Regions from separate parts of the Mus musculus genome. Here regions 2, 3, 4, 5, 6 and 7 are each linked to region 1. A link is a contact called in public ChIA-PET, Hi-C, HiChIP or PLAC-seq and promoter capture Hi-C data. All regions are on one chromosome and are shown on one strand. The core of a region is the stretch at or near the end of the contact, and the rest is flanking DNA. Distances in the headings are between cores, read along the strand shown.

Region 1 (4,101 bases), core at 707-3,206:
GGCAAAGACTAGATGTAGGCCAAATATAAATTTTATTTGGCTTGCATAGTATAGTGTTGATAATGATTATGAGGAGGAGGAGAAAGAGGACAAAGAAGACAGAGAAGAAAAAGAAGAAAAAGAAGAAGAGAGGAAGAAGATTACTACCCCCTTATAAATGTGGATATTTCTTTTGTTAAATGTGTTTATTTTCAGCCTCTCTCCAATAAAAGACTAGCAAACTGGATCTGAACTGTCATATGGTAAAAAGCTGACCAGAAATAAGAAGCCACTCTTCAATTTCCCTGGGACATTTGCTGCTGAGGCCACATATCGACTGTCCTCTATCATTACCCATGCGCTGCCGGCTTCCTTGTAAGACTCGGAGGGTAAAAGAATGCATACTTGGTGGATAAATGCAAGTGTGATCCTCTCTTCTCTTTAAAGCAGTAACAAAGCTAGAATCAAAGAAATCAATTTACCTTAATCTGAGTCTGTTCGATTGACTTTTCCCATATCTGCTGATCATATGCTCCAATCTGAAACAAGGAGCAGGCTATTTAAATGATGCAAAGGCAATCTTTGTATCTAAGTCAAACCTCACAAGGCCATGAATCTATTAAATATGGTATCTGGAAAGTGGGTTTCTTACATATTAAGTTCATATTCCCCAGGGATGTTTTAAAAAAAAAGAAAGAAAAAAAAAAAAAGGCTGAATCTAAAAAGTGAAAAAAGCAACCCTCCAAATATTTTACACTAAAGATCACCTAAAATTCCACTCCCTGAAGAAAGCATCAATGGGAATCAGAGAGGAAGAAAAGGTAAGGAGCAGCTCAATCAGACGATAGTAACAATCTGAGCCATGCAGATAAGGATTTCATTCTTGTCTTTATAAAAAAAAAAAAAAATTAAAAGACTGATAATTTGCAAAAGCAAAGCATTGTAGTAGTTCGTGTATGCTGCCTTGAGAAAGGTGACTTACAGCTCACTTCCTAGAACCTAAAACTGTGTTTATAATGACTTTGCACATCATTTTTTATAATTATGTTGAGATGTTATATAAGAACATGTGATATTACCAAACTTAAGGAAAGTTAACAATATTCTTTAAGGGAGTTTTTTGCAGGGAGTATGGTTTACAAACAAAAACTACTGTTGTTACCTTCTTCTGATACCATGATATAGCATCTCTCTCATTTGAGGCCATCTGTGTCTCCAGCCAGAGAAATGGGATCTCACTGAAAACGAAGGAAATATCTCGGTAAGTCCAGTTGTTTCAGGTCATTGTCCCGTTTGGGGGTATGGCTTAAAATCTGCTTCTCTCAGTCTCTCCATTAGCTAGCTGCTCTTACTCAGGGTGTTCGCCAGAAAGAGGTGGGGGGAGGGGGAAATAGGCGAAACAGCATCCGAGAAGCCTCTGCACCACCCAGCACAAGAATGGATGCGGGGACAGCAAGTACCCGAGCTGGCCTCCCGCGCCCTCTGCCTCCCCGCGGCCGGCTCACCTGGTGCCCGCTGCCAGGCAGGCTGCCGGCCGGGCCCCCGCTGCTCAGTGACCCCCGCCGGACCGAGAGGCCGGGGGCGAGGCGGCGGGCCCGGCAGGCCGCATCTTCCCCCAGAGGCCCGGCCGTCCGCCTGGCCGTTACCATGGAGACCGCGGCGGCCAGCCCTGCCCCGGAGGCAGCCCAGCGTCCTGCGCCGGGAGGAGCGCAGCCTGCAGCCACAGACGCCCGACCTAGGCGGCCACAGAACAGGCCATGGGAGAAGCCAGGAGCCAACTGGGGAATGAGCAGAAGGAAGCGGGAAGGGTGCCTTCGCCAGCCACCTCGGCACCCGCAAGGGCTGGGTGCCCGGCTGGAAGCCAGCAGACGGCCCCGGGCCGGAGCAACGGCGCGCGTCCTCCGTGAGGGACGGGCCGCAGCTCCACAAGCTCTCGATGCGATCGGCCGCTTCCGCCTTCCGGCTCCGCCCCCGGCCGCCTTCCCGCCGCTCTGGCTGCCCGGAGGAAGAAGCCGACAGCCGCCTCGCGTGTAACCCTCGACGCTTAACGGAAAGTCACCTCAGAAACGACCCTCCCAGTACCCGTCGGTCCCCGGGAGGCTGGTCCCGATGTTCCAGAGGTTCCTGTGCGGGTCTGTAGCATTTAGCGTGGTGTTTACTTCATGTCCTTGTCTCCTTTGGGGGGACGAGACTAGTGCAGGGCACGAGCCTTCGCTCGAGTTCTCCGTTCTTGTTGGATGGACAAATGTTGGTGAATTTGCGCGGCCTGGAACGCGGACAGGCTGCCTGTGGCCCAGTGGTTCCTCCTTCGGCTCTCGGCAGCTCTGGGACAAAGGCTTTCTGCTGCCCACACAACACTAAGGGGATGCACAGGGCTCGGACTGCACTGGGACTTCCCCCAAATCGGAGAAAATGGCTGTTTATAGTGATTTAAAGAGAGGTCCAGAGAAAGGGCAACTGCACTCTAATGTAAATATAAATATGTATACCCACAGGGTTTCTAAGCTGTTCTTGTCTCTACACATTTGTGTGCACCTTAGTGGTTTGTTTCCAGGGGCCACTGTCTTGAACTTATTAAAAGCTAAGTCCTTTCTTGCCCTAGGCACTAAGCATTTAGTTGATGTAAGGCTAAAAATGGGTAATAGTTACCACTTAGGCAGTCTCCAGCCATTAAAACAGCATCAAATGAAAGTTATCCATACTGTGAAACGACTAAAATGTTAACACCCATAGGAATTATTTTTAAAAATTGCCTCACCCATTGGCAGTGATCCCCACTGTATACCCCTTAACTGTTCAGGGTTAAATAAAAAGCTGTTGAGCCTTAACAGCCCCTTCAGTGCTGCTGGACAGTGGAGCTCAAGGCAACAACCAACTCATTTTGGTAAATGACCTCAAAAAATTACTGTTAAGACCTAAATTTAACACTAATAACAAAAGCATTTGGCTTCATTGCCAAACACACGAGAGGTTTTCTGGGCTGTGGCTGTACTTTGAGGAATAGAATTGGTGGTACAGCTGCAAATTATTTTTCAGGAACCCTGGTAAAAATTTTCAGTGTTTTATTAGGATGCTGCTGTGTAAGGCCAAGCTTTGAACCCCCCAAAAAACATTCAGGCCCCAGCTCCCAGTAATGAACTGTCATTTTAGGAAATTGACTTAACAAGTCTGTTTTCTCACCAGTGTTGTGGAGATAATTAACCCCCTCCTATCTATGAGAACTGATGAAATACTGAGACCCTTCTAAGACCTAAATGCTGTCAGGACAGGCACTTCAACTACAGAGTTCACACAAAACTTAATGAGGAAAGGGATTCTCTTGTCTCCCATACTCCATCCACATCTGAAAAGTAAGCATCTTCATTATTATGCCATGCATCGTCACAAGCCTACGGCTGCTCTAAATGCAGGTAACCAATTTTAAGCAGCAATAAGGACAACTATCACAAATAAAAGCTTCATTTTTCTTCAAAACTAGTTGTACCTCAGTCTGGGTATCTCTGACTTTTTCTTTGGCAAAGAAAAGTCCATGATTTTCTTCTAAAGCTTAAAACTAAAATGGCAAAAAGAAGGTGAGTAGATGGATGCATGTGTGTGTGGAGAAGACTAGTACTCGACAAACAGGGTGCCAGCAATGACAACTCCCATGTGCTATTCATTTTGAAACATCAGTAAAGGACAAATCAGACTTTGTTTATTAAAAAAATACTTTACAGGAAAAAAAAGAAACCTATGCATTCCATTGTCCTACTTTACAAAGAAATAGCTTAACAATTTAACACACTCAGACAGCTACAAAAAAGCACTGTGTTAAAAGAATTATTATTCACACAAATTTGAGATTTAAGACTATCCATTAAAAACCTTTTAAAACACTTGTTAATGTCAATAAACAAACTAAGGCCACACAAACGCAAATAGTCCGCCAGGCAAATTAAACATTTCATCTATATGCAAAGACCTCTTAGATAAATTAAAGCCACAGGAAAAAAAGTCTTAGCTGCCAATCAAAATGAAGTTTAGTCACAGAAAACACTATTACATGAAAATTTACAACGTGTGATAGTATTACATAAGTATTTCTTTAGAGAGAATTGAAAAGTGCTATATTTTAAGAGACGG
Region 2 (4,101 bases), core at 460-2,959, 990 kb before region 1:
CCCCCCACCTCTCTGCACTCTCTACTTTGTAGCATTCCCCGTGCTTATTATCTGTGTTTATTATCTGTCTTGCTTAATAAAGTGTAAGCTCCTTGAAGGCAGAAATGCTTTTTTGATGTGTGTGTGTGTGTGTGTGTGTGTGTGTGTGTGTGTGTGTGTGTGTGTGTGTTTTCCTGGAGCCAAGCACGACTCTATCAGATGAAAGAAAATAATGTTTGTGGAATTGGCACATCTACTTTGCCTCTTACCACAGAAACTGCAGGCAGAGGACTGAGTTGAGGGGAGAGAGGATGAACGCCCCTCTGAATTGTTCTCTCTTCTCTGTCTCTGAGATGTCTGCAGCCAGCTGTACCCTGTCCTTCACACTCTGGCATCTCTAACACCCCCACCAAACACGGACTGACAGTGAGTTTGGGGTTAAGGTGGGTGGGCAGTGGCCAGCGTGATGTTTACATCAGAACTATATAGTTTAGATAAAATCACGAGGAGAGGCATGAAAAACAACCTGGGAATGGGAGGCTGGGCAGGAGAAACTGAGGCTGAAGGAGTTAGGCCAGACCTCAGAGGAAGTCTCCAGTTGAAAGGCTCCATCTGGGCTTTAAAGAACTTTTGTGTTTCAGTAAGGATCATTGTGCCCCTATGGAGCTTCAACTTCACACATAGGGAAGTGAGAGCCCGTTGGGGGTCGGGGGTGGGGCATACAAAAGGAGCAAGGTATCCTTTCAACCCTCTTCCCAACTACCCTACCCCACCTCCCCGACTCTGCGGGACTGAGGGACCAGTGGAGAGGAAGAAGGGTGGAAAGGGAGGGGGGAGAAAAGGCACCAGGGCTTCCACCCTCTCCGCAGGACCCCCACCCCGGCCTCTGGTGCGGGAAAGCAGCCCAGCTGTTTCTGATTCTTTCCCAGTCGCAGCTCCGCCCGAGGGGGTGGGGGACGGAGATACTGGGAGAGACCGAGCTCTGCCGAGCCCTGGCCAGCCGTCAGGGCACCGGCAGGCGGCTGCGTCCCGCCCGCAGGTGTGTTTCTTGGGTGGCTGCGCTGCCCTGAGTTGGGGAAAGCACCAAGGTGGACAAGACTCTCAACGACGGGCGGGACGAGAGTGGGTGGGAGAAGCGGTGGGCGGGGTGGAGGGAACGTTGAGTCCTTCTTGAGAGGGTCCGCCGCCCGAGGCCGGTTGCCTACGGTGGTACCCCTGAGGGCAGTGTGGCCAAAGGAGTCCCACTATCCCGCAACTCTTGCTGGCCGGGTGTCTACCAGTTTCCTAGAAGCGCAAGGATGGGAGGACCAAGAGAAAGTGCATCTTCTGTACTTAAAGAACTGGAAGTGTCCGCAACCCTCTCCACGTCTCTCCCTCGCCACACACACCGTGTGCTCCTTGCCATCAAACGCAGTGGTCCGCGTTGCTGAGTGAAGGGCGCTAGGACCCGGTGGCGTGGCGTGGCGTCGGTAGGGACAGGGGGCTGCAGGCAGGGAAGAGCCCCGTCGCGGGTGGCCAGAGCAGGTGGGGACGCGGCGCGGTGGCGCCCCGTAGAACGGAGGGGAGGAGGCGGCCGCCACACCTAGGGCGCCGGGGAGCACCCGGGCTGGCGCGGGCGGAGCCGCGCTGAAGGCCGCGCGTGTCCCCGGCCCCGCCCCGCCCCGTCCAATGAGAGCTGCGGCCGCAGGGGCTGTCGGCGCGCTCTGGCCCCCGCCGCACTCCGCGCCCCGGAGCCACTGACACCGCACCCGACCGCCCACACCCGGCTCAGCGCTCGTCGGTCTCCTGGCCCTGCACGCTCTTGGGAACCCTGCGTCTGGCTCCCGGGCTCCACGTGCCTTGAGGTCCTCGGTCGCCCATGGTCCCCATGGCCACTCTGTGGGGCGATCTAGGAGACGCCTGAGGAAGCCCAGACAGTGCCCGTCCACGGCCCTGCGGGCTTCGGGGCGGGAGTCTGCGGGGAGCTATGCTGAAGCTGCAGGGTGAGGATGAAGCCGCGCAGCTCGCCCCTCGGCGTGCCCGCGTCCCCGTGCCCAGACCCACGGCCCCCGACGTGTCCCCATCTTCCGCCCGCCTGGGTCTTGCCTGCCTGCTGCTGCTGCTACTCCTGACTCTGCCGGCCCGTGTAGACACGTCCTGGTGGTAAGTATGGTTCTGGGGTTGGTAGGCTTACTGGAACGAGTGCATTGCTCTGGGCATCGGCTGCTTAGGCACCAGAATTGCCTAGGAGGAATTAGAGGAAGGACACAGTCCCAGAAGTTTCCAGTGGCCAGTGAGGAGTTGGAGAAAATGAGGCGCTGGAGAGGAGAGCCCTGGGCATCTGGAAGGAGGGAGCTGATGGTTGAAGTCCCCTAGGCTGCCCCATTGTGCCCCTTGGTATTTCTACTGAAACCTCTACCGCAGAAGCTACTTGGTGATTCTCTCTCAGGGTGGGAACTAGTCGCCTCTCCACATCCTGCAGTGTCTGTTTGGCATGGTCATGGTCTTCAAAAAACCTTACACCACCTAAGAGCCCTTGGAGACACGAGTAGGGGGGGCAGCTGGCTGTCCCCCACATCCCTCTGCTAGTCTAGCCCACACAACGAGCCAGTAGCATCCACGGAAAGGCTTAGAAGTGAAATTGAGGCACAAACTTCCCCTAATGCCCACAACCGAAACAAATTAAATCCTTGGGGTTGCATAACGCAGGCGTTTGTCACCAGCCTTGGCTTTGAGGGTGTAATTTGGAACACCGATGCCCCCTTTTGCTTTCCTGTCCCAGATAACATAACCTCCCGCCTTTCCTCCCCAAGCCCCAGGGGCTTCTAGAGTCTCAAGAGTTGTGAGACCCTCTCTTCAGATCTCTTCCTGCAGGCCTTAATCTTCAGACACTTCCAAAGGGCAGATGAGGCAAAAGGCGTCCAGGATCCACCGGATGCCTGCTGTGTTCTTTGTAGAATTCCCGACCCGGCCCCAGGACTCCTTCATCCCCCTTTGGATACGCATCCTCTTTCCAGGAAGGGCAAGGAGGGTAGAATCGGACTGCAAAAAGATTCGGATGGCTCATCCTTCCTCCTCACCTCTCCAGTCGAACTGGCCTCTTGGGCTGGGCCAGTGCCCTCTCTAACATGTAGTGTCTCCCTTCCCCGCTTGCTCTGCTCCTCCCCTGAAACAAGCACCCCCTCCTCACCCCCACCCCTACCTCCCACAGAGCGAGGTCTCTTCTCTTGCACCCTGTAGCTGCTTTCTCCCCTGGACTAGGAATCTGGGCTGGAGGGGTGAGGGGTAGCTGGCTGAGGGGCAAGGCAGCTTGGGCTGCAGATTCCTATCATTTCAAGATGCTGCTCTCTCCATCCCCACCCCCACCCCTGTTTTCCTGTTAGAGAAAAATCTTCCTTTTGGATCTTTTTTATCTCTGCAGTGTTGGAGAAGGCAAAAAGGCGGGTTCGGACGAGGAAGCAGAGAGGCCTATATCTTACATCTGGCTTGAAACATTCCTTTAGAAAGGGAAAGGGAAAGAAGGAAGATGGAGAAAAAGAGCCTTTCAGTGACTAGAGTGCCCCCCACCCCCATCTTTATGACCCAGTTTGGCTGGGGACTTCAGGTTCCCTGTGAAAAAGCATGGAAGCATGTAGTACCCAGCGCTCACCTTAATCTGGCCCACACGGCAACTGGCTTTTCAAAACACTTGACTGCTTTTCACCAGTTTTAGTCTCCCTGGGCTGGAGAGATGGCTCAGTGATTAAGAGCACTGACTGCTCTTCCAGAGGTCCTGAGTTCAATTCCCAGCAACCACAGGGTGGCTCACAGCCATCTGTAATGAGATTTGATGCTCTCTTCTGGTGTCTGAAGACAGCGACAGTGTACTCATGAATTAGAGAGAGAGAGAGAGAGAGAGAGAGAGAAGACAGCTACAGTGTACTCACGAATCAGAGAGAGAGAGAGAGAGAGAGAGAGAGAGAGAGAGAGAGAGAGAGAGAAGACAGCTACAGTGTACTCACGAATCAGAGAGAGAGAGAGAGAGAAAGAGAAGACAGCTACAGTGTACTCATGAATCAGAGAGAGAGAGAGAGAGAAAGAGAGAGAAAGAGAGAGTCAGTCAGTCTTGGTGACCCTTGGATGCTTCACTCTGGACTTTCCCAC
Region 3 (4,101 bases), core at 701-3,200, 820 kb before region 1:
AAGGAGTCAGCTTCTCAGAGTTTATATGTGTCCTACACCCCAGCACACGTGAACGAGCAGTTCAGACCACAGGGAGCTGACCGGGTCAGTGAGGTCTCCAGACCTACACAGCCTGGCAAGGATCATGCCAGACAGAGTAGAGATGAAGCGAAGGCTGTGGGGGAGGGAACCAGAGCCTGGGCTGGGAGGAGCCTCCAAAGAAAGGACTAGTGAGGATCAGTCTAAGCTTTTGACCAGGCAGGGAGCAGTTAAGAAGGGCACAGTAACCTGAGCTCAGCCCCAAACTTGGCTTTGCCTTTCAGTCCCACATCCTGTCTGGCTCTGCTCAACTCTTAGCTCCCTACAAACCACCTCAAACCCTGGCCTGTGCCTGCCTTTTAGGAAGCAGAGTACTCCAGCCCCAGGCTGATTCTTTTCAGCATCAGGCGCCTGGGTGGTTCCTCCCTCCCCTACACCTACACACACACACACACACACACACACACACAAAACTGGGATGTGAGGAAAGAGGACATGAGTCACAGAGAATTTATAGGAGTTGCGTATGCACAGCCACACTTACCACCCCCCATCTCAAGGGGCTTTCCCTGGTACCCCCGAAAGACTGGGAAGAAGGCATTCGCTATGCTGCATATCTCCTTCAAAAATGAGGTCTGAGAGGTATATCCAGGTAACCCACAGGATTTCCTCCAACTTCCCCACCTACTCCCATTAATTCAACCAGTCTAGCTGTACACAGGCTGGCGGGGACAGCCCCAAGCCAGGGTGGGCAGTGTGGATGGAGCGTGATCCCTAGGACACTTAAACACTAGTCACATCCCCATGCGTGAGCCCCGGCTGTCCCACAGCAGCAAGGCGGCTGAGCATCTGATGGTGGGAGGCAGAGGCCGGAACTTCGTGGCTGTGTTAGAGCCTCCAGCTCCGAAGACTTTGCATCTAGGCTCTGCTTAGGCCAGAATAATTGGGGACTCAGGCCAAGCCGGGACATTAGGCCGAAGGCCAACATGGCATGGATGGCCTGGCTAACACTCCCTGTGAAAGGCGGCTCCAGCGGAACTGCCCCACTAACCCTAAGAGAGACAACGAAAACTTCACCCAGGGCCGGGAGAGGGGTCTGGAACTTCTGGGACCTTCCCTAGGACAAGCCACTAGCCTTCCTTATTCTCTTGATTTCCCAGGTGATCCAACAGGCCTTTGTACTCTGCTCCCCCCGAGATCTAGGCGAGGAATCACTCTTCGGGCAACACCTTTTCCTTAACTTTAAAGCCAGAAGTCAAGGAAGAGCTGGACTCCAGCTTTCAGCCCAATTCCCTAACACTCCCTAACTTCCCAAGAGGGTACGAGGAAGAGTTGGGGATTGGGGTGTTTTGTTCTTCCCCACCCCCCTTCACTCTCAGACACATATACACAACACAGGAGCGGGATCTTTCCTAGTCTTCTCAACCTCTCAGCTCAGATCAGCTCCAAAACCCGTCTAGGGCGGCGTCCAGACCCGCCAAGCAGTAGCAGCCTCCAGTGGTCACATCCCATCCCTATTCCCGCCATTCCCCATCCCAGGCCAGAACTCCCACCCCTAGCCAGCCTGAGGCCCTGTTTCTTACTCCCTGCCCGGAACTGGAGCGTCTGGGTTGAGTCGCTCACGGAGATCTAAGTGTGTCCCTGGCCCAGCTAGGGAGGTCCAGAAAGGAAAGACTCAGAAAGGGAAGGACTCTGGGCTCTGGTTCGAGAGCTTGGAAGGCTAGAGCGCCTGGCCCACAGCTTGGGGCGCTCTCTCTTGCCTGGCCCGGAACACCCCCCGCCCCCCAAGCCGCTCCCGGAGCGATCCGGGAATCGGGAAAGTGCTCTCCTCCGAGGTCAGTTCCCACGACGCCTCGCCACCCACCAGCTGGGGCCCCGGTACCTTGGGCTCCACCGCCTCCAGCTGCGCGGCCAGTGCCGGAGGCTGAGACTGACCCGGGCCCCGCCCCACTCTCCAGCACCGCTCTGGGGCGGGTCCATCAAGGGAAGGGGGGGGGGGTCGACGGGGGCGGCCCTTAGCTTGGCCCGCCTCCGCTCCCGGCCCCGGGCGGCCGCAGGTCACCCCGGCTGAGGACCCGGCAAGGGGCGTAGGGCTGGCTGGAGCTGGAGGAACTGTGCCCGGAGATGTCTGGATTGCTGGGTGGTGAGCGGGCGGGTGGGACCCCGGATAACTCGGCCTCTGCCCCACTTCCAACCCGTGGGGGGCGGACCAGCTTCGGGAAAGTTGAGCGGCTTCCAGGGTGGGGTCAGCGAGGGCCACTGCTGCCCTCGCGTGGCCATCCAGACCTCGAAGCTCCAGTATTTCCTACACCCTACCCGTGACCGAGGGGATGGGTTATACAGAAGCTGCCCACTCTCTTATCCAGGAATCACTGCAGTAAGTGCAACGTGACGCTATCCAGAGCCCTGGAGACCTTTTGTGATCTGCAGTCCCCAGCCACCATCGCCTTAAAAGTCCCTTCCTTCCTTCGCTGGGAATTTCCCGACGTCCTGTTAAGAGCACACTCCTGGAAGTGCTGCCGTGTCCTCAGCTGGAAACTGACCTCACACTCCTATTGTATTGTTGTGCTGTTGATCCCAATCTGAGGTGTTACTTACCTGATCCTGTATCTCCTTCCTTATAAAGAGCCAAAGAAATGGGTGTATAAGGAAATCTACCAATGCTTTATTTACTAGTGCTGGATACTTTAAACACACAGGTCTCTAACTCTGGAATAAGTTCACCCATACCCGTTCCCTTTTGCCTGTAAAGAAAATGAAGCCCAGAGAAGTGGTTTCTCACTATTTGTGACAGCAGGAATTTCCAGTGAGGTGAGCCACGATGACACACAAGAAGCAAAGGCAGATGGATCTCTATGAGTTAATTCCAGGCCATCCTGGGCTACAAAAACTAAATCAGTCAAATTTACAAGCAGGCCTGTGAGGCACCCAGGCAGGTGCTGGCTGCCTGCTGCCTGCCATGCTCCCCCTCCTACCTGCCCTCTGTACCATTCAACCAAACTCTGCTCGTCATAGGTTTCAACAAGTATTTCCCAGAATAAATGTATGTCATATGGAGTCTACTGCAGGTGCAGCTGGCCGGGTGGTTCATGCCTGTCATCTCAGCACTCCCGAGGGGGCAGAGTTACCACAAATTCCAGGCCAACATAGGCTGTGGAGTGAAGCTGTCTCAAATCCAGGCAGACAACATACGTAGACACTCACTCAGGATTGGAAGCATGGACCATACATTTGATAAATCATATAACTGAGGTGAAGGGTGTTTTGTCCACCAGGCCTCTGAATTCATTCAGTAAACATTGGTTGAATGTGAACTGAAAACTATGTACTAACCATGAAACTCTGCCTTCAGATAACGTATAGTCTAGCCCAGCAGTGGTGGTGCATGCCTTTAATCCCAGCTCTTGAGAGACCAAAGCAGGAGGATCTCTATGAGTTTGAGGCCACCCTAGTGTCCCAAAACTACTTAGCTAATTCTAGGACAGCCAAGGCTACACAAAGAAACCCTATCTTGAACAAAACATAGATAAAAATAAGCAAACAAACTTACAGTCTAAATGAAGAACAGACAGTCGAACATAGCTAACAGTTCTTGAAGCTTTATTATGTGAACCTTGTCCTTCCCCACCCATACCATGTTTAGTTCTTACGAGGCATTATTGTTATCTACAGTTTAATGAGGCGTGGAGGCTCAAAGAAGTTAGTGTTTGGGGGTCAAAACACTCAGACTTACAAGTCCCTGCTCTTGGGGCTGGAGAGATTGCTCATGGTTAAAAGCACTGGCTGCTCTTCTAGAGGACCTTGGTTCAATTCCCAGCACCCACATGGCAGCACACAACTGTCTATAACTCCAGTTCCAGGGAGTTTCAGTTCCAACACCCTCATACAGACACATGCGCAGGCCAAACACCAATGCACATGAAACTAAAAATAAATTAAAAAAAAAAAATAAAGAGTCCCCTGCTCTTAATGGCTACTTCCCATTGGCTCCTCCTACAGACAGTTATAATCCTGGAGGTAATTGCCTTGGCAGCATCTAGGGGCTGTAGGGTACTCAGTCCTGGAGAGCAGATGAAATAGTCA
Region 4 (4,101 bases), core at 1,181-3,680, 800 kb after region 1:
TGTGACAGTCACCAAGACTCTCATGTCTCTTGTTCCTATTTGTCTATCATGACCTTTCTTAGGTAATGTCTAATTATCAGCTTTAAAAAAAAAAAAAAAAAGACTTTTAAAAGATTAATTATTTCATGTATGTGAGTACACTGTCGCAGTCTTTCCACACACCAGAAGAGGGCATCGGATCTGCATTACAGATGGTTGTGAGCCACCATGTGGCTGCTGGGATTTGAACTCAGGACCTCTGCAAGAGCAGTCAGTGCTCTTAACCGATGAGCCACCTCAGCAGCCCTTTAGGCAACTTTTTAAAAAGCTGATAAGCAGTGCTGGAGAGATGGCTTAGCAGTTAAGAGCAGTGACTGCTTTTCCAGAGGTCCTGAGTTCAATTCCCAGTAGCCACATGGTGGCTTACAACCATCCATAAAGAGATCTGACACCTTCTTCTGGTGTGTCTGAAGACAGCTACAGTGTACTTATGTATAACAATAAATAAATCTTTTTTTTTGTTTTTTTTTGTTTTTTTTTTCCAAGACAGGGTTTCTCTGTGTAGCCCTGGCTGTCCTGGAACTCACTTTGTAGACCTTTGCTGGCCTCGAACTCAGAAATCTGCCTGCCTCTGCCTCGTGCGCCACTACGACCGGCTGGTACTCTCTTTTTATTCTCACTTCCTACCCACAGCAGCAAACACAAACACTCTTCCAACCACTGGCAAAGCAGCTGTTACCATAGCTCAACCTCATCTTACCGTTTCATGCTGAGTAATTCAATCGGTTGTCGAGCAGCGAGTCTTTCAAATTCATTTCTCATTATGTCTGTCTGATGCACAAACACCACAAAGAATTAGTAACAGAATCATGCTGAAAATAATGAATGCAGTTTACTGAGATTTTATACTTTGTACTACACATTATAGCGAATCTTTTCCCTTCTCAATCACTACTCAAAAAAAAAAAAAAAAAAAAAAGGATGCTAATATTTGAACCCAGGGCCACTGACACATCCCCCAGTTGAGGTTAATTCTATCTAGAATCTGAAGAAATAGGCATATTCTTTAATTCCATATTCTGCCCAGGCATGAAAGGAGGTGGACATAGAAGAGTCCACCTCTCAAGGATTAACCCTAAACCAGCAGTTTTCAATGCCCTGTAGTCAGCCAGCTGTGGAACTCTGAAAACAGCTTTAATCCCAGCCCCACGTCACGTTGTAATTCACAACACACAACAGTCTTGAATCATTTCAGGAAGTCTCCGCTGCTGCATGACGAACTGACACAGTGTAAACTGTTTGGGTACAGTGTAAATGGTGAAGTCACATGATGTAACATGGACCAGAGCTTAGATCTGGGACTTGAGTTTTCAATTAATTTCTGGGTTAGTACTTTTTACTCTTGCCAAATTTCTTGCAGCTCCCACATCAGTTATGAAACCCCCACTGAGGAGTCACAACCCAGTTTAAAAACCTGGCATCTAGATCCGAAGTATCACACATCCCTGCGCATGGAGCAGTCTCCTTTCAGCCTGAAAGTGCTTCTAACAACATCTAAGTGGTGTTTTTTGGTTGCACTTGTAGAATAACCACTTAAAAACAGCATGCAGTTAGACATGCTTGTTCAGGCATTCATACACCTGTTAACTATCTGAGACTTGGTACAAAAGAATCTCCCTCCAGGGGTGGCAAAGAGTACAGGTACTTAAGATTATAAATATTAAAATCTCGTGAGTGATACCTGTTCTTGAGTGGACCTTAGAGAATAAAGGGCCCTTTTGTGAAATGTACCATGACTCTTCTACACACACACACACACACACACGGAGGTGCACACTATTAAACAAATCTGCAGAAACTAATGGAGCATTTCGCAGGTTCTTGTAGTACGAAGCCCGTGACATGCGCATCTGGCGGTTTCAAACCGACTCACACCTACATGGCACTCAGTACGAGCTGCAGGCACCAGCTAACTTGGAAGGTGGAGTTCACTTTACACAGCTAAAGCCCTCACTCCCGTATCAAAGTCCGCAAGCCTCCTGGCTTACTTCAAAGGCACACTTACTTCAAAGGCAGAATAATCCGGGGCCGTCAGGTAGCTCAGGTAGTTCTTGGTAGGTCGGTATCTGCGCGTCTCCTCCTCCACCAGGGCCGCCGCCTAAGAACGAGAACAGGCCAGGGTCGCGGCGGGAAAGGGCGGCGTGCCTTCGGCGGACCCGCCGCACATGACCCGCACTCACCGCTTCCCGCACGCCGGGTGCCTCATAGCCTTGGTCAAAATATGGTAGCGCATCTACCACCACCTCTCCGGCTACCAAGCCCGTGCCCGCCATCGCGCGGCACTAGGCTTCAAGAGCGCCTTCTGAGTCTGCGCAGCCTCGGTTCTAATTCCACTGCGCCTGCGCCTGGAATGACGTCACACACGCCGCTGCCTTTGGGGCTTCGATTCGGGCGCACGCGCAGTTGGTAATTATAGCCACTAGGCTCTAAGCCTAAGCATCACGTGCTGGCGTGCCGGGGTGCCTTTCTTTGTATGGGTGCCGTTTTTTTTTTTTTTTTTTTTGAAGGAGTGGGTAGGGCAGACTTCGGAAGAGGTGGTTGCTGGACTTGGCTGGAGGGGAGAAATATATTTTCCACATCCTTTAACCTTCCATTGTTTAGACTCACATAGTGCTGGGCTTCTAGCGCTCCCTTGCTTTATCCTCATTTCGCAGCCGGTCCCTTAAGAATGTTCTTTTATAGAAACTAGAAATGTGCGCCTATTTTCCAATTAAATTTTTAGATCCAACAACCTGAGGGGTGCGGCTCAATGGCAAAACCAGGTCAGTCCGCAGCACTGCAAACACCTCATCCCTTCCATGACTGTAATTATAACTATAAAATGCCTCATTTTAGAAGCTCTGCCTTGGAGTGGAGGCAACTCAGGGGAGAGCTAGAAGCCCAGAAAAAGGGAAACTCACAGGAATATGCTAGGGTGACCATAAGACTTGAAGCAACAGGGGATATAGGACCTGAAATGGCCACCTCCTGGAACCAGGCAAGACTTCCAATGGATTGATGGGGACACCAATCTACCCACAAAACCAAAATTTGTCCTGCTTACAAGATGTGTGGGGATAAAGATGGACTAGAAACTGAGGGGATGATCAAGGCCCAACTTGAGACTCATCCCATGAGAGCAAGCCCACCCCTGACACTATTAATGTTTTGCTACACTTCCAGACAGGAGAGGCTTCGCCCAACAGCTGCTGGAAACAGATGGAAAGATCCACAGCCAAACATTAGGCAGAGCTCTGGGAATCTTGTGGAAGAAGGGGAGGAAGGAATGAAGGAACCAGAAGGGTCAAGGACACCACAAAAAAAGCCATACAGAATCAACTAACCTGGTCCCGCAGGGGTTCACAGAGACTGATCCACCAACCAAAGAGGCTGCAATGGACAGTCCTGGATCCTTACACACATGTAACAGATATGCAGCTTCTGTGGGACCCCTAACAGCTGGAGCAGGGGCTGTCTCTGACTCTGCCTTTGGACCCCCTTCCCCTAACTGGGCAGCCTTGTCTAGCCTCAACAGAAGATAGGCCTAGTCTTACTGCAACTTGCTATGCCAAGGCTGATATCCACGGGAGGCCTCCCCTTCTCTGAGGAGAAAGGGAGAAGATGGGGAAAGGAGAGAAGAGAGGGAGTAGGAGGATAGGTGGGAGGGAAGGCTGTGATCAGATAAAATAATGAGAAAATCTTGCTATTTTTTGTCTTTAGGGCCTATACAAAACCCAATCATTTTTGCCTTTAGGATTTGTGGTAATAAAATATTACTCCACGTTGCCTCTCAACCCCTCAGGCTGTAGTTAGCATACATTCTTTGTAAAATATCTTCCAGACTAAGAGGTAATGAAAAAAAGATTGTGAGACTATATAAGCTATCCAGTGTACGTTCAACCAAGAGCTTTGGAAAAGTTGATCTCGGTTATAATCCTGGTTAGTCTAAGCTGGATTTGAGTATTTACGAATTTACATTGTGTAAATGTGCTGTTTATGGGTTTATGTAAAGTGTGTGTGTTGTGATTTGATAACTGCCTCTCATACATAGGCTTAGGGATTTGAACACTCAGTCCCCAGCTG
Region 5 (4,101 bases), core at 684-3,183, 690 kb after region 1:
TGTCCTGTGCTGGGAATACTGTCCGCCCCCGCGAAGTGGTCACTCAAGCTTTCCAGCCAGGCCTTCCTTCTAATGCCACAACCATGATACCCACACCTCTACTGCTTCAGGTGACACAGGGTTCCACTACTGGACTGAAGGAGTCCTCACTGAGCATTTTATTCAGTTCTAGCACAGTGCCCTGAATACTTGAGCTATTAATGCATAACAAATGAAATAACATAAGCCCAACTCTCCCTGACACTCTTCCCTTCCAAGTTCCTCTCTTCATCCTCAAATCCCAGGATTTCCCCTTAACCACGCAGGCCCCTCACAACTAATATCACTTACCAAGCTCCTCATCGCAATGTCACCCTAGTGCCTTCTTCTAACCCAAGGACTCCAATGTCTTTTATTACCATTTAATCGGTAGCTCTTTCTCTTAACCGAACAGGCCAATAAGCAATCCATTCCAACCCCTAGCTATCAACACTGTCGGACCAGGCCTTCCCACCCCAACTCACTTCTCACGGAGGGTTCGGTACACCCCTTTTCTGTCTCTTTAGTCCACCCTCTGCAGAAGCGCCTCAAACCTCCCTCTCAGCATCCCCTCCCCCAGCCCCTCGCAGCCGGCACCCCTCCCTTCTCTCTCCCCATATCTCCGGCGGTGCAGCTTCTCTGGTAACCGTCCCCGGGGCCGTAGCTTTCGTCTCGGAGACCTCTCTGCACTGCACCGTCCGAGCACCCTCGGCACCCCAAGCCGCCACACCAGATTCTCCCGGGTGCGGCCTGCTGCTCACCTTGCTGGACGTCACCGTTGCTGCCCCCAGGGATGGGCACGCTGAGCTGGCGCTCCGGCTCCGGCAGACAGCGCAGGCAGAAGGAGTGCAGGCAGGGGAGCAGCTTGGGCTCCGCCTCGCGCCGGCTCTGCAAGCTCTGCTGACACACCGCGCAGGTGTCCAGAAGCGAGGCTGGTGGTCCGAGAGGTGGCCCCGACGAGGAACCAGGAGCCGGGGCGGGAGCGGGGGCCGGGGCCGGGGCCGGGGCCGGGGCCGGGGCTGGGGCAGCAGCTGGAGCCGGCGTCGATGCCGCGCCTCCGGGGACCGCGGAGCCCACTGAGGCCGCGGGGACCGAGGCGGCCGGGGCCGAGCTTGAGGAGGCCGCGGCCACCCCCCCGTCGTCGGGCCCAGCCGCACCGCCCTCCGCGCCAGCCCTGCCGCCTTCCTCCTCCTCCTCCTCCACCAGCACCGCGGCGAGAGGCGGCTCCGCCTCCTGCGCCGTGGGCCCGGCGGCCCCGGCGGTTACCGGCGCGCTACCGCTGCCCCCGCCGCCACTCTCTGCCTCACCGCCGCCTTTGTTTTCCGCCATGTTTTCCTCTTTGAACCCGCCGGACCGCCCCGCGCCGCCCGCCGCTCGCGCCGCCGCCGCCGCCCCCAGCCTCAGCCGCAGCCACAGCAAGAGCGGCCGCCGAGAGCGAGCGAAGTAGCGAGCGAGCGAGCGAGCGAACGCACGAGAGCGCGCGCGCACGCGGCGCCCCCGCCCTCGCGTCGCGGGGCGGGAGGGGTGGGCACGCGCACGTACGCACCGACGTCCTCCGGAGGGAGGCGGGAACTCCGGCCGCGCGCGCTCGCGGGACAGACCGCGATGCAGCTCCGCGCCTCGGTGTGGTCTGTTGCCACCCGGCTGGAGTTGTGTAGCTCGGTAGGAGCTGGTGGAACTGGGTCTCTATGATGTGGCTGCTAGCGCCGAAGCCGCGGTGGTGCGGGAAGAAGGGAGGGAAAACATGCAGGAGTAGGAGGCCGGCTTGCGTTCGCCCCCGAGCGAGCGTCTCCACGGCGACGCCATCCCCAGCGACGGGCGCGCCACCGCGGAAGCTTCACCTGTCGCGCGCTTGGTCGCGGAGGCCTCCTACCGAGGAGGTGCGGACCACCTGGGTCTTCGCTGGGTGTTGCTGGACCGCGTTCTCTAGAGGGCTGTGACACCCGAGAGCGGCTGCGCAGAGTTCCCCCCACCACGTACACACACACCCCAAAAGTCTCCAGATATAGGCTCCTGCGGTGAGACAGAAGTCTTCTAATAGCTATTTTTAGCTTCTTAAGGTGATTCTCCAACGTTGCTACATACCTGAAAGCCAATCAAATGAGCTTTTTTCTAAACAGAGATGCCAGGGCCACACCCCAAAACAGAATCAGGAAGTTGAAAACCAGATGAATGTTGAAAAGTCCCTGCGGCTGATGTGCCAGTTTGGGAGACCATGTTTCTAACCAATATTATATCCCGAGAATCTCACTCGGCGTCCCCGGGTGGGCCAGCTGACTGTCCTCACCACCTCAATCTTAGAAGCTTTATGAAAGGGTTTTGTTTTGTTGGTATCGGGCCTCTCCGCCTCAGGCTGCCATCAGACCTTCATTTAGCCAGTGCTGCCAGAACAAGTGTAACTTGATATAGTGCCCACCTGTAGTCACCTGCAGGGAGACTGCTGAGTTCCTGGCCAGCTTAAGCATCAGGCTTCATAGGGAGACCTTGCCTCCAAAAAGAAATGGGGGAGGGGAAATGATGTAAGTGCAACAGCTGTTTTAATGTGAGTCTCACAAGCCCGTCCTAGACCGTAGTTATACAGGAAATTTATTTGGGTGAGTTTTTAAATTCACAGAAAAGCGTTTTTCATCAATTCCTTCAAAATCTCTTCTGACTTTCGTGTTAAGATAGAAACGTTGGGGTTCCTGCAGGAGAACAAAGAAACTCTCTGCCTTCAAGAAGTTGACAGTTTAGAGGATGAACATGGAGAGTATGTCGGGGGAAATGATAAATGCTTTGGAGTAAAAATAAGGCGAGTGTAAAGGATTTGTGCTGATTGAGCAAGGGCTCTGCTGATAAGGTGAAGAAACCTGGCTTGCACAAGAGTATTCCAGACAGGAGCAGGTGGCAAAAAACAAAGGGCCTAAGGCAAACAGAGACCCTGGAATTAGTGTGAGAGGAATGGCTTCAACAAGGAAAGGAAAAATAGGAGATAACACTTGTGGTCGTTTGAATAAAAATGGCCTCCATGTGGCCAGGCCTGGTGGCCCACGCCTTTAATCCCAGCACTCAGGAGGCAGAGGCAGGTGGATTTCTGAGTTCGAGGCCAGCCTGGTCTACAAAGTGAGTTCCAGGACAGCCAGGACTACACAGAGAAACCCTGTCTCAAAATAACCAAAAGAAAAAACAAAAACAAAGAATGGCCTCCATAGTTTCATTTATTTAAATGGTTGGTCACCTGGGAGCAGAACGGCTTGAAAGTATCAGGAGGAAGTATGTCACTGAGGTGTGCAAAGGTATGCAAAGAACACATTAACTTCCATATGCTTTGTCACTAAGTTCAAAAACCACAAGTATCAAAGAGAACAGGATTTCTGCATCTAATCATTATCTACCAGCTTTTCTGTATTTCCAGGACCACGGAGGAGGACATTGGTATTCCAGTAATAAATACAACAGTACATAAGCAGAAATTTCCAATTTACAAAGTGCTTTCAGACATATCCCTAACTTTTTGTTGTTGCTGTTGTTGTTGTTTTGGTTTTGTTTTTGGCTTTGGTTTTTCAAGACAGGTTTTCTCTGTAGCCCTGGCTGTCCTGGAACTCACTCTGTAGACCAGGTTGGCCTCAAACTCAGAAATCTGCCTGCCTCTGCTTCCCAAGTGCTGGGATTAAAGGCGTGCGCCACCATGCCCGGCATCCCTAACTTTTGCAATTAATAAAATATATACTAGCTTAAATAATAAGTAGATTTTTAATATTATATAAATATATTATAATGCATTGGCTATCTATTGCTAAACAATAAGGTAGTTTGTAATATTTTATTAAAATACTATGATTAGCATTATGGCCATCCTTTACATGTCTCTGTTCGGAGTATTTTTAAAAATGGAATTGCTGATCCACATAGTACGGCCATTGTAAAGGTTTTTGATAATACAAATTCAATATCTTAGGCTATTAAATAATCATTAGGCTAGACAAGAATTTTCTGAACGGAACAATAACACAGAGCTAGCCACAAATGTCACCAGATGGAGAGACTACATGTAATTGAAAAGTTTCTCCACAGCAAAGGAACTGTCAGTAGAGCACAGAGACA
Region 6 (4,101 bases), core at 536-3,035, 670 kb before region 1:
GGGAAGCAGAAGCAGATCTCTTCTGCGCTCAAGGCCAACCTGGTCAACAGAGTTCCAGGACAGCCAGGGATACACAGAGAAGCTCTGTGTCGACCCCCCCCCCCCATCTAAAGTCTTGAATTATTGGTCATTTCTTATGATACTTGGAAAGCAAAGTTGTAAAATTTAGTCATTTTTACTTTTTTTTTTTTTTTTTTGAGAAGGGTCTCACTATGTAAAGCCTATACCTCCTGCCTGTACACCTTGGATTTAATTTCCGAAAGGTTAAGGCGATGGACTGACCACTTCCTTCTCCTTTTTTCCTCTCTCTCTCTCTCTCTCTCTCTCTCTCTCTCTCTCTCACACACACACACACACACACACACATACACATCCCCGAAGACTTGGACTTAGAAGCACCATTTACCACTTAATTAAAATAAATGAATGATGAATAAATAAATTCAAGAGTCTCTTATTCAGCTGAGAAAAACAAGCAAAACACGAGAACAAAAACCCACCCTGCTTGATTTAATTCCCATCCACCCTTTCCCAAACTCTCGTACAATTACTAATCTCACACATCAGCATATACTCATTTAAAACCAAAGTAATTTTTTTTCAATGCCGACGATCAAACTTTGGAGCCTCAGGCATGGTAGGCCAGGCAGGTAGGTACTCATGCCACTGAGCAACACACCCCGAGCCTAAGCGGAATGACGCCTTAAGATTTCAAAATTAGTTATGGGTAAAAAAAAACAAAAGTAGTTTGTCACTGTGTAACTACTAGCAGTAGCCCGCCAGTTTATAATGAGCCACTGGAAAACGGGAAAAGACTGAAGTAGTAACACGTGCGTTTCCTGGTTGAGTGATCAGACGCTAGTTTTCGTAACTGCTGGTTGCACCAAAAACGCCATCATAAAGAAAAGCTAAAATGTACTCGGCAAAGGGATGTACTTGGCCCAGAAAGTGTGCTCTGACCAAATATAAGGACGTTTAAATCTGCTCCACAGGGATGCCTTGGGACCCCGTGCCCGCGGCAGACGCGCCGAAGCCACAGGTTGGACCATAAAGAGCCCCTTCCTCAAAGTTCACTCGAACCCCGTAGTCTTGTACCGGCGGTCCGCAATGCAGCTCCTCACATTCCTCACACCACTCTAGCAAGTCACCTGGTGGGACACCGATTGGCAGACCGGGGAGGCTGGGCGGGTATGCCACGAGTCCTAAGTAACTCCCGCCCCAGCAGAAGGCGGCAGGAGTGCACCACGTGAAGCGGCCTCAGGTCGTCCCTCTTCCCGACCTAAGCATCTCTCCAGGCGCCTAGAGTAGGCAGCGCTGGAAGCGTCTCCCCCAAGGTCACCGGGCACCATGACCCGACTCCCGCAGCCCGGCGGCCGCCACCTGACCACGGGCCCGCAGCTCGGCCGGGAGAGACGCTGTGCCCAGCGCCTCAAGGTCCCCTTCACCCACGCCACGTTCCGGGCCACGCGGCTCCGCGCGCCCAGGATGCCGCGTCGCTCGCCCCGACCCTTGCCCCAGGGAGGAAAGTCCCCGCGTGCCCGCGGGGCTCCGCGACCCCACCGGGGCACCAAGGGCACCGCGGATTCCGTGCCGCGCGCTGCCCGCTCAGCCCGGACTAACCGTTATGTGTGTCTCGCGGCGCCCGGAGTATGCGTGACGCGGCGGCGCGGGCCGCAGTTCCTCGGAGCCGGGGGGGTCCCGCTCGTGTCCCCTGCCCGCCGCCGGGCTCCTTGGCTGCTGCACCTACACGACCGACCAGTCACGTCGCAGCTCGCCACTTTGTCTGGCGGGGCAGGCGCGGCTGCCTTATAACCCGCGGGGGCCGGAGCATGCGCACAGGGGGTGGAGTCGGCCTTCCCGGCCGCCGCCCCCTCCCTGCCATACATACTCCCAGCTCGGCATCTCGCGCCTCCACACGCTGCGGGCTGCGCGTGCCCGCTCGCTCGCTCGGGCGCGCGCGCCGGCGCCCCCCTTCCCGCCACGTGACCCGGCGCCGCGGCCCGGAGACCCCGCACATCCTTATCAGCGCTCTGAGGGGGTAGCTTCTTTTGGCGCGTGCCGGGGACGCCATCGTGGGCCTCACCCCTCAGGCTCTGGAGGAGAAAAGGGGAAAAAAAAACTGCCCTGAGGGCGGACCCTGAGGTGCAGAGGGCGAAGGCGATGGACCGTCGGAGTCCGGGGACTGAACAGCATTTTGAATGGACGGACACTGGTAGACTCCGATGTGGGCCTGGAACCCGGGCTCGGGGACCCTGGGAAGTTGCTGGAACCCTCCGGGCCTGTTTCCTTGCGCTACATCAGCCACTATGGAGGCGTTAGGAAGTTTAATGTGCGATTTTACGCAAGTATCTCGTCACAGAGCCTGACCTGTGGCATTTGATGAACGCTTAGTTTAAGGACAAGCCGGTCAGGAGAAACTGGCCCCGGGGCAGAGAGTGTGTACGTTGGAAACGCTGATATGAGCATGCTCTTAGGCCAGAAGTTTATGAACACTGGATTTGGGGGACGGGTCGGGATTATGGCTAGTGGGATTAGGACAGTTGCATGCTAAGTAAGCACTGTACCAGAATTATCTTGTATGATCTTCACAACCGTATTAGGTGCCAAGAAGATCTTGTAACTAAGGAACCCCGGGCTTCACGAGGTTAACTGGCAGAAGTCACCAGGCTAGGAAGTCGCCAACATTTAAAGTCAAAGCCACAGAGCCTGGTGTCACAAGAGCCATTTTCGGTTCTTCACCAAGCCCAGATTCCAAAGTGTCTTGAAGTGGTAAACTAGTGAGTACTCTTGATGGCCAGGACCCTTGATATTTTTATTATTACGAGATGGGTATTTGGTTGGTTGTTTTTGATTTCTTGTTTTTTTTTTTTTTTTTTTTTTTTTTTTTTGAGATAGCCTCGTGTGTGTGTATAGCTCCACCTGGCCTGGAACTCATCATGTAGATCAGGCTGGCTTCGAACTAAGAGAGCAAACATGAAAAAAAAAAAAAAATCAACCCGCCTCTGTCTCCCTACCGCTAAGATTATTTGTTTAATTTTGTGTTTTGAGACATGGCCTTATTATGTATTCTCTTGGCTGGCCTGAAACTTGTAACGTTGATTAGACTGGCCTCAAACTCAAGAGATCCGCCTGGTTTTGCTTCAGTGCTGCTATTAAAGGCATGTGCTCCATCACACCCAGTGAGAATATTTTTTAAAGTCAGGCCTTCTGGCTTCCAAGGCTCTTACTGCATACCAAGATCCTGCCCTCCCCGCCATTTGCTCTTCGACCTCTCCCTACCTACACTGGTTTTCCTAATCCTCCGAAATAGGCCCTCTACTTAGTTTTGTGGATGAAGAACCAGAGATTGAAAAGAGGCCCTGTGTGCCCCAGCACTCAGGAGGCAGAGGCAGGCAGATTTCTGAGTTCGAGGCCAGCCTGGTCTGCAAAGTGAGTTCCAGGACAGCCAGGGCTATACAGAGAAACCCTGTCTCGAAAAACAAAACAAAAAACCAAAGAGGCCCTGTGTGCCTTCAGCTCCCCTCTGCCTCCTTTCAGTATGAAGAGTTCATACTAGGAACTCTTAGTAGGATCCAGTTTGAAATCCACCAAGTGCTGCTTATGAGCAATATTTTGTCTTTTACATCTGATAAATACATAGAAGGGAAAAGCTCTTCAGGTCTTTAGGGTGGTTGGAACTTAAAACAGTAGTGGTTTAGGGTTGTTAGGATAAGACATTCAGTGGTACAACATTTAGCTTGCAGGAGTCTGGCCCCTGTTTAGACCTTCAGCACCACAAAAAACGGAAGTGGGGGTACTCGAAGTGTTATTGTGGTAACTGTTCAGGGAGATGGTTTGAAAAGGTGAACTAGAGAGGTGGGAAGTTTCTGGATGGTTTTGTTTGTTGACCTCAAAACCTTACCTGTCTGTGTATGTGAAATGCTCATAAACTTGTGACACTCTCTCCCTCCCCACACTAAGATGGCAGGAATGAGCCTGATTTCAGGGTAGGCAGTACAGGATGGAGTGGGAAACTGATACATTCACAATAGAAATCTGGGAGCCAGGTCTCCAGAGTTCCATCTTTGATACTTGACAACTTATATTGTGCCCTTAGGCAAG
Region 7 (4,101 bases), core at 436-2,935, 580 kb after region 1:
CTAAAATTGTAATGTCCTAAGTGTCATTGGTTGCTGTTTGTTTGTTTTGTTTTGTTTTGTTTTGTTATGGGGGGGGGGGGTTGGTTGGTTTTGGGTTTGGGTTGGGTTTGGATTGGCGGGGCAGGCGGGGGGGGGGGTTGGTTTTTGGTTTTTCTAGACAGGGTTTCCCTCTGTAGCCCTGGCTGTCCTGGAACTCACTCTGTAATCCAGGATGTCCCCAAACTCAGAGATTGCCTGCCTCTGCCTCCTGAGTGTGCCACCACTCCCAGCTCCTGTTCGTTTTCGAAGCCTGGCTGGCTAGGTCTGTAGACGCCATGTACTGTCCAAGGCTTCCCTAAGACAGCTCCTTCCCTAATTAAGTCATCCACGGCTGGTCTCTGATGTGTGTACTCAAGGACCCAAATAGTAAAGAATCAACAAGGGCTACAGGGAATTGGAGGGCTGGCTGGAAGATTGGATTTTAGAGAACAAGGCAGTAAAATCCAGCTAAGATTCAAGGAATCTGGCAGCTGCTGGCCCTGGGTGGTAAATTGCTAAAATTAAATTATCACTTAGAGTCACCTGGAATAAAAAAACCTCATTCAGGCAAAACGTTGAAGGCCATATTGCTACTCACACAGAGCAAAATGAAAAGCAGGAGTCACAGGAGCTGTTGTGAGTGTGACTTCTCCTACGAAGACTGGATAGATGAAAAAACGAGAAGTTTAAGCCTCTCTTTTCCCACCCGGAGATTTTCCAATAATGAGCAAAACCAACCTCTTCAAGCACAGCCAGGCTTCAACACCTGTTGAATTGATACCCACCCCGCCTTCCAGCTGCGGTGATAGTGGGTCACGTGGTTCAGGGAAGACTGTGACTCCAGAGTCTACTGTAAGGACACTTAACAAGATCTGAAGGACTCAAACTTCCTGAACGTTGAAACACCTGTGTCCTCTGCGTTCGCTTCTGACTAAAGTTCTGTCACTTCCTGCGCATGCGTCCTTGTGGGAGCACTCAGTCTCTTCTCGGTCACTCCCTGCGCATGCGTCCTTGTGAAAGAGCGCAGTCTCTGCTCTGTCACTCACTGCTTTACAGGTTTCTAAAGACAGTCAGACACCAATGTGGCCGGGAAGCAGAACTCTGAGCTTGTTATTACAAGAAAAGTTAAAGGCCCATCAAAAGACTGTCTGAGCCAGGCTTGTGCCTGCAATGCCAGCCCTCAGGAAGCTGAGTGAGACAGAGTCTTAAGTGAGGTCAACCTAGAATATTAGGTGACTCTCAACCATCTAGAACTCCAGTTCTAGCAGCTGATGCCCTCTTCTGGCCTCCGAAGTCACTGCATGTATACACACGGTACATAGGCACACATGCAGGCAACGCCCACATACATAAAATAAACTAAAAGCTAAAGAAAGATGGTTCTGGAAGAAAGCCAGCCAGACTGCAAAGATGGTGGGAGAGAAGCTCTTCTGAGGACAGTATTTTCTCTGCCTAGACCAGAGTGTGTGGTGTGGTGTGTGTGTGTGTGTGTGTGTGTGTGTGTGTGTGTGTGTGTGTGTGTGTAAGGCACATGCCATAGAAGGGAGTGGGGAGCCTCCAGCCTTAGATAAGTACATCTAATCGCTTAGCTGTTATGTATGTTATGTTAGCTATGTTATGTTATGTAGGAGGACTGTCTGAGAGCAGGGAGTTGTCCTATGTCTATAGACTGACTCAAACCTCTTCAAAGTCTCTGTGCAAAACAACAGCCACCACCATCGCCACCACCCCACCCTGGCCAAAATGAGCTAAGGTGCTGACTTCTGCCCACCACTCCCTCCCCACCACCTACCCCTCAAGATAAGCACCATTAAATTGTGGGTGGGTAGGAGGAGGAGCAGATCATGATGCACAAAGGTCTTTAAGCCAGGGCCAGAGTCCTCAGGCTTAGAAATCTATGTTCAGACTCAATGGGTGGCAGCTGGGACCAAGCAGAACCAAAAAGACCTAAGTCTAAGACAATACTAGCCTGGCCTGACAAATCTTGGGACTATGAACCAGGCAGTCTCTTTGCCTAAAATGGAGTTGAGACAGCCTCTGTGGGGTAGGTCAACTGGTAAACATCTTAGATGTGGTAGGTGTCAGCCCCTGAACCTTCTTCCTGTGTATGAAGAATTTGCCACAGGATGGAGGGCAAGAGGAAGAGCCCCTCCTTCCGCCAAGGCCCGTTCTCCCCCCGACTCTGTACCCATAGCATTTCAGGATGTGACACAGAGACATAGGGACAGCTCAGGTTCCACCCAGCCACTCTAGTGTGGCCCAAGATGGGAGGCAGTGTGTTCATTGAGGGACCAGCAGGTCCTGACCAGCTGGCCCTTGTGGTATGTCCCTGGAGAAGTGTCTAACCATTGTGCTTCCCCCACACTCCTGTGCATTCTCCTAGCCTGGTCTCCAGCTTGCCTGCCAATTCTGGACAGACCTAATATCATTCCATTAAATTCTTTTTGCTGCCTTGGTCACCCAGCCTGCTGCTGCCGCTGCTTAGATAAGAAGCGCCACTGGGGCAGTCAGCACAGATGCGGTTTGAAGTTGTGCCTGTGTGGATATGAAGTAAGCTGCAGAGAGAACCCCTGGGAAGGAGGAGACTGGGGTGGGGGAATCTATAAAGGGGAGTAGTGGGAGCTGGGGGTGTGCCTTGGTGGGGGCAGGGGGAGGAACAGCCAATGGAAGACACAGGAAGTGAAGAGACTTGAATACCAAGAAACGCAGTTCAAAGCTCACTATCTGAAACTGGAGTTATTCTGTTTGTGAATAAGGCACAAAGTAGGTCAGTGCCTTTCACACATGCCCTGAGCGCTGTAAGGAGAAAGAGTGACAGGGAGTGGAGATCACAGACGTGGGAAATGTCTTTGAGTCAACTTCATTTCTTCTCATTCTTCTATTGTTTTCTATTTTCATATGTGTGTGGAGCGCATATGTATATATGCATGTTTTGCCTGTATGTGTGTAAATTTGCATGTGTGGGTGCATGTGTGGAGGTTTGTGTAGAGATTCGAGGTTGATGGCAGGAGCCAGCCTCCATTGCTGTCCTACAAGGCAGGGTATCTCAATCAAACCCAGAGCGCTCCCAGACAGCTAATTCTTGCTAGTCAGCTAGCTTTGGGGGATCCCTTGTGCCCACCTTCCATGGCTGGAATCACAGAAGAGCCACCATGCCGGCCCAGCTTTTATGTGGGTTTGGGGGAATCTGAACGCTGGTCCTCACATTTTTTGTGACTAACATGTGAACCTCCGAGCCATTTCCTCGGCCCTCAACTTCATTGCTTGATCTATTTTCTGAGCAGTTGAAATCTTCCAAGGTTTCCCACTAGCCATCATCATATTCTTGAAATTCTTTTCATTAACAATTATCCCATTTAGATTATACATCGTAAAGATGGCTGACTGTGAGCCAGGTCCTTCTATCCCAGCAACTACAGAACCGCAGCGGGAACTTTCCTTTTGTTATCTTTTTTTATTTTTATTTTTCTAATCCAATTGTCTGTTGGTGATGTAAATGTATTCTTCAGTTAATTTTTAGTCTGACAGATTTTATCAAGTGTGATCTCCTCATTGTCAGTTTCATTTAATGATCTTTAAAATAATTTAGGTACAGCCTGAGGTTTTTTTTTTTTTATTTGTTTCCCCAGTAAGCAGCCTTGTTATGTCGAGAGGAGCAAAGACAAGACTGACATGGGGAAAAGGGACCTTGAATCAGAGAAGATTCCTAGGTTCTGTTGTTCAAAAAGAACACCCCTGTCTGAAACAAACACCCACTGTGTGGGGAGCCAGTGAAAACATCTTAAAAAAAAAAAAAAAAAAAAAAACAAAACAAAAAAAAAACTACTGTGTGGAAAGCCAGTGTAGCTTAAAAATGCTAAGACTCTCCTCCAGCGCCACAGCCAATCCTGTCTGAAAACACCCCTGACTCTGCACACAGTCCTTGCAAGGGAGTCCTCAATGCCTGTGTCTCCCTGTGCATCACCCCATTCCTAGGGCCACTAGGACATCAGACTGTGGCAGGGAGGGCAAGCACAGCCCCTGACTCCGGCTGACCTTCTATCTCCTTTTTCCAAATTCTTGGTCAAGGTATTCGTAGATTTT

What was found. Promoter capture Hi-C pulls out the DNA fragments that hold promoters and counts their contacts. A called contact is a pair of places that touch in the nucleus more often than the background predicts. ChIA-PET counts read pairs in DNA pulled down with a chosen protein or histone mark. HiChIP or PLAC-seq counts read pairs in DNA pulled down with a chosen protein or histone mark.
Region 2: a FOXA1 HiChIP or PLAC-seq map of pancreatic cancer cells shows a contact between it and region 1. The contact joins the promoter of Wnt2b here to the promoter of Phtf1os in region 1. A contact is called at or near these places in 1 of 39 promoter capture datasets (cranial neural crest) and 1 of 115 datasets of contacts at active chromatin or transcription factors (pancreatic cancer cells).
Region 3: an RNA polymerase II ChIA-PET map of memory CD8 T cells shows a contact between it and region 1, with 16 read pairs. The contact joins the promoter of Rhoc here to the promoter of Phtf1os in region 1. A contact is called at or near these places in 6 of 39 promoter capture datasets (cranial neural crest, hippocampal neurons, liver and 2 more), 4 of 115 datasets of contacts at active chromatin or transcription factors (astrocytes, forebrain, memory CD8 T cells and 1 more) and 2 of 9 other capture datasets (adipose tissue and liver).
Region 4: an RNA polymerase II ChIA-PET map of memory CD8 T cells shows a contact between it and region 1, with 10 read pairs. The contact joins the promoter of Bcas2 here to the promoter of Phtf1os in region 1. A contact is called at or near these places in 2 of 39 promoter capture datasets (erythroid cells and liver) and 1 of 115 datasets of contacts at active chromatin or transcription factors (memory CD8 T cells).
Region 5: a promoter capture Hi-C map of liver shows a contact between it and region 1, with 4 times the contacts expected there. The contact joins the promoter of Trim33 here to the promoter of Phtf1os in region 1. A contact is called at or near these places in 2 of 39 promoter capture datasets (liver and pre-B cells) and 1 of 115 datasets of contacts at active chromatin or transcription factors (memory CD8 T cells).
Region 6: a contact with region 1 is called in a Hi-C map of B cells, with 15 read pairs. The contact joins the promoter of Slc16a1 here to the promoter of Phtf1os in region 1. A contact is called at or near these places in 8 of 39 promoter capture datasets (cranial neural crest, embryonic stem cells, hematopoietic stem and progenitor cells and 4 more), 1 of 484 Hi-C or Micro-C datasets (B cells), 7 of 115 datasets of contacts at active chromatin or transcription factors (the 230-238 cell line, the NIH/3T3 cell line, astrocytes and 4 more) and 2 of 9 other capture datasets (adipose tissue and liver).
Region 7: a contact with region 1 is called in an RNA polymerase II ChIA-PET map of memory CD8 T cells, with 120 read pairs. The contact joins the enhancer-like site here to the promoter of Phtf1os in region 1. A contact is called at or near these places in 2 of 39 promoter capture datasets (3T3-L1-derived adipocytes and liver), 5 of 115 datasets of contacts at active chromatin or transcription factors (the SCID.adh cell line, T-cell acute lymphoblastic leukemia, double positive thymocytes and 2 more) and 1 of 9 other capture datasets (adipose tissue).

Annotation. Positions count from the first base shown.
Region 1 is chr3:103,966,171-103,970,271 of GRCm38.p6, reverse strand. It overlaps Phtf1os (putative homeodomain transcription factor 1, opposite strand), which reads left to right and starts at 1,956. Exons shown (of 1, transcript NR_030676.1): 1 at 1,956-4,101. It overlaps Phtf1 (putative homeodomain transcription factor 1), which reads right to left and starts at 2,014. Exons shown (of 19, transcript NM_013629.2): 1 at 1,485-2,014; 2 at 1,142-1,217; 3 at 462-518. The coding sequence starts at 1,186. Rsbn1 (rosbin, round spermatid basic protein 1) reads right to left here. Exons shown (of 8, transcript NM_001356556.1): 8 at 3,636-4,101.
Region 2 is chr3:104,959,317-104,963,417 of GRCm38.p6, reverse strand. Wnt2b (wingless-type MMTV integration site family, member 2B) reads left to right here and starts at 1,709. Exons shown (of 5, transcript NM_009520.3): 1 at 1,709-2,121. The coding sequence starts at 1,946.
Region 3 is chr3:104,786,883-104,790,983 of GRCm38.p6, reverse strand. It overlaps Rhoc (ras homolog family member C), which reads right to left and starts at 1,950. Exons shown (of 5, transcript NM_007484.2): 1 at 1,901-1,950.
Region 4 is chr3:103,169,984-103,174,084 of GRCm38.p6, reverse strand. Bcas2 (breast carcinoma amplified sequence 2) reads right to left here and starts at 2,430. Exons shown (of 7, transcript NM_026602.4): 1 at 2,220-2,430; 2 at 2,045-2,137; 3 at 740-810. The coding sequence starts at 2,312.
Region 5 is chr3:103,277,125-103,281,225 of GRCm38.p6, reverse strand. Trim33 (tripartite motif-containing 33) reads right to left here and starts at 1,933. Exons shown (of 20, transcript NM_053170.3): 1 at 780-1,933. The coding sequence starts at 1,347.
Region 6 is chr3:104,636,348-104,640,448 of GRCm38.p6, reverse strand. Slc16a1 (solute carrier family 16 (monocarboxylic acid transporters), member 1) reads right to left here and starts at 1,785. Exons shown (of 5, transcript NM_009196.4): 1 at 1,621-1,785.
Region 7 is chr3:103,383,680-103,387,780 of GRCm38.p6, reverse strand. No RefSeq gene overlaps it. Among named protein-coding and RNA genes, the nearest start is that of Gm25869, 42 kb to the left of the region's middle. Within about 2 kb of position 1,685, at least 61 of the 459 cell types and tissues checked have an H3K27ac peak or open chromatin away from gene starts, as enhancers often do. A contact at or near this core is called in the SCID.adh cell line, T-cell acute lymphoblastic leukemia, double positive thymocytes and 1 more, where this site is marked.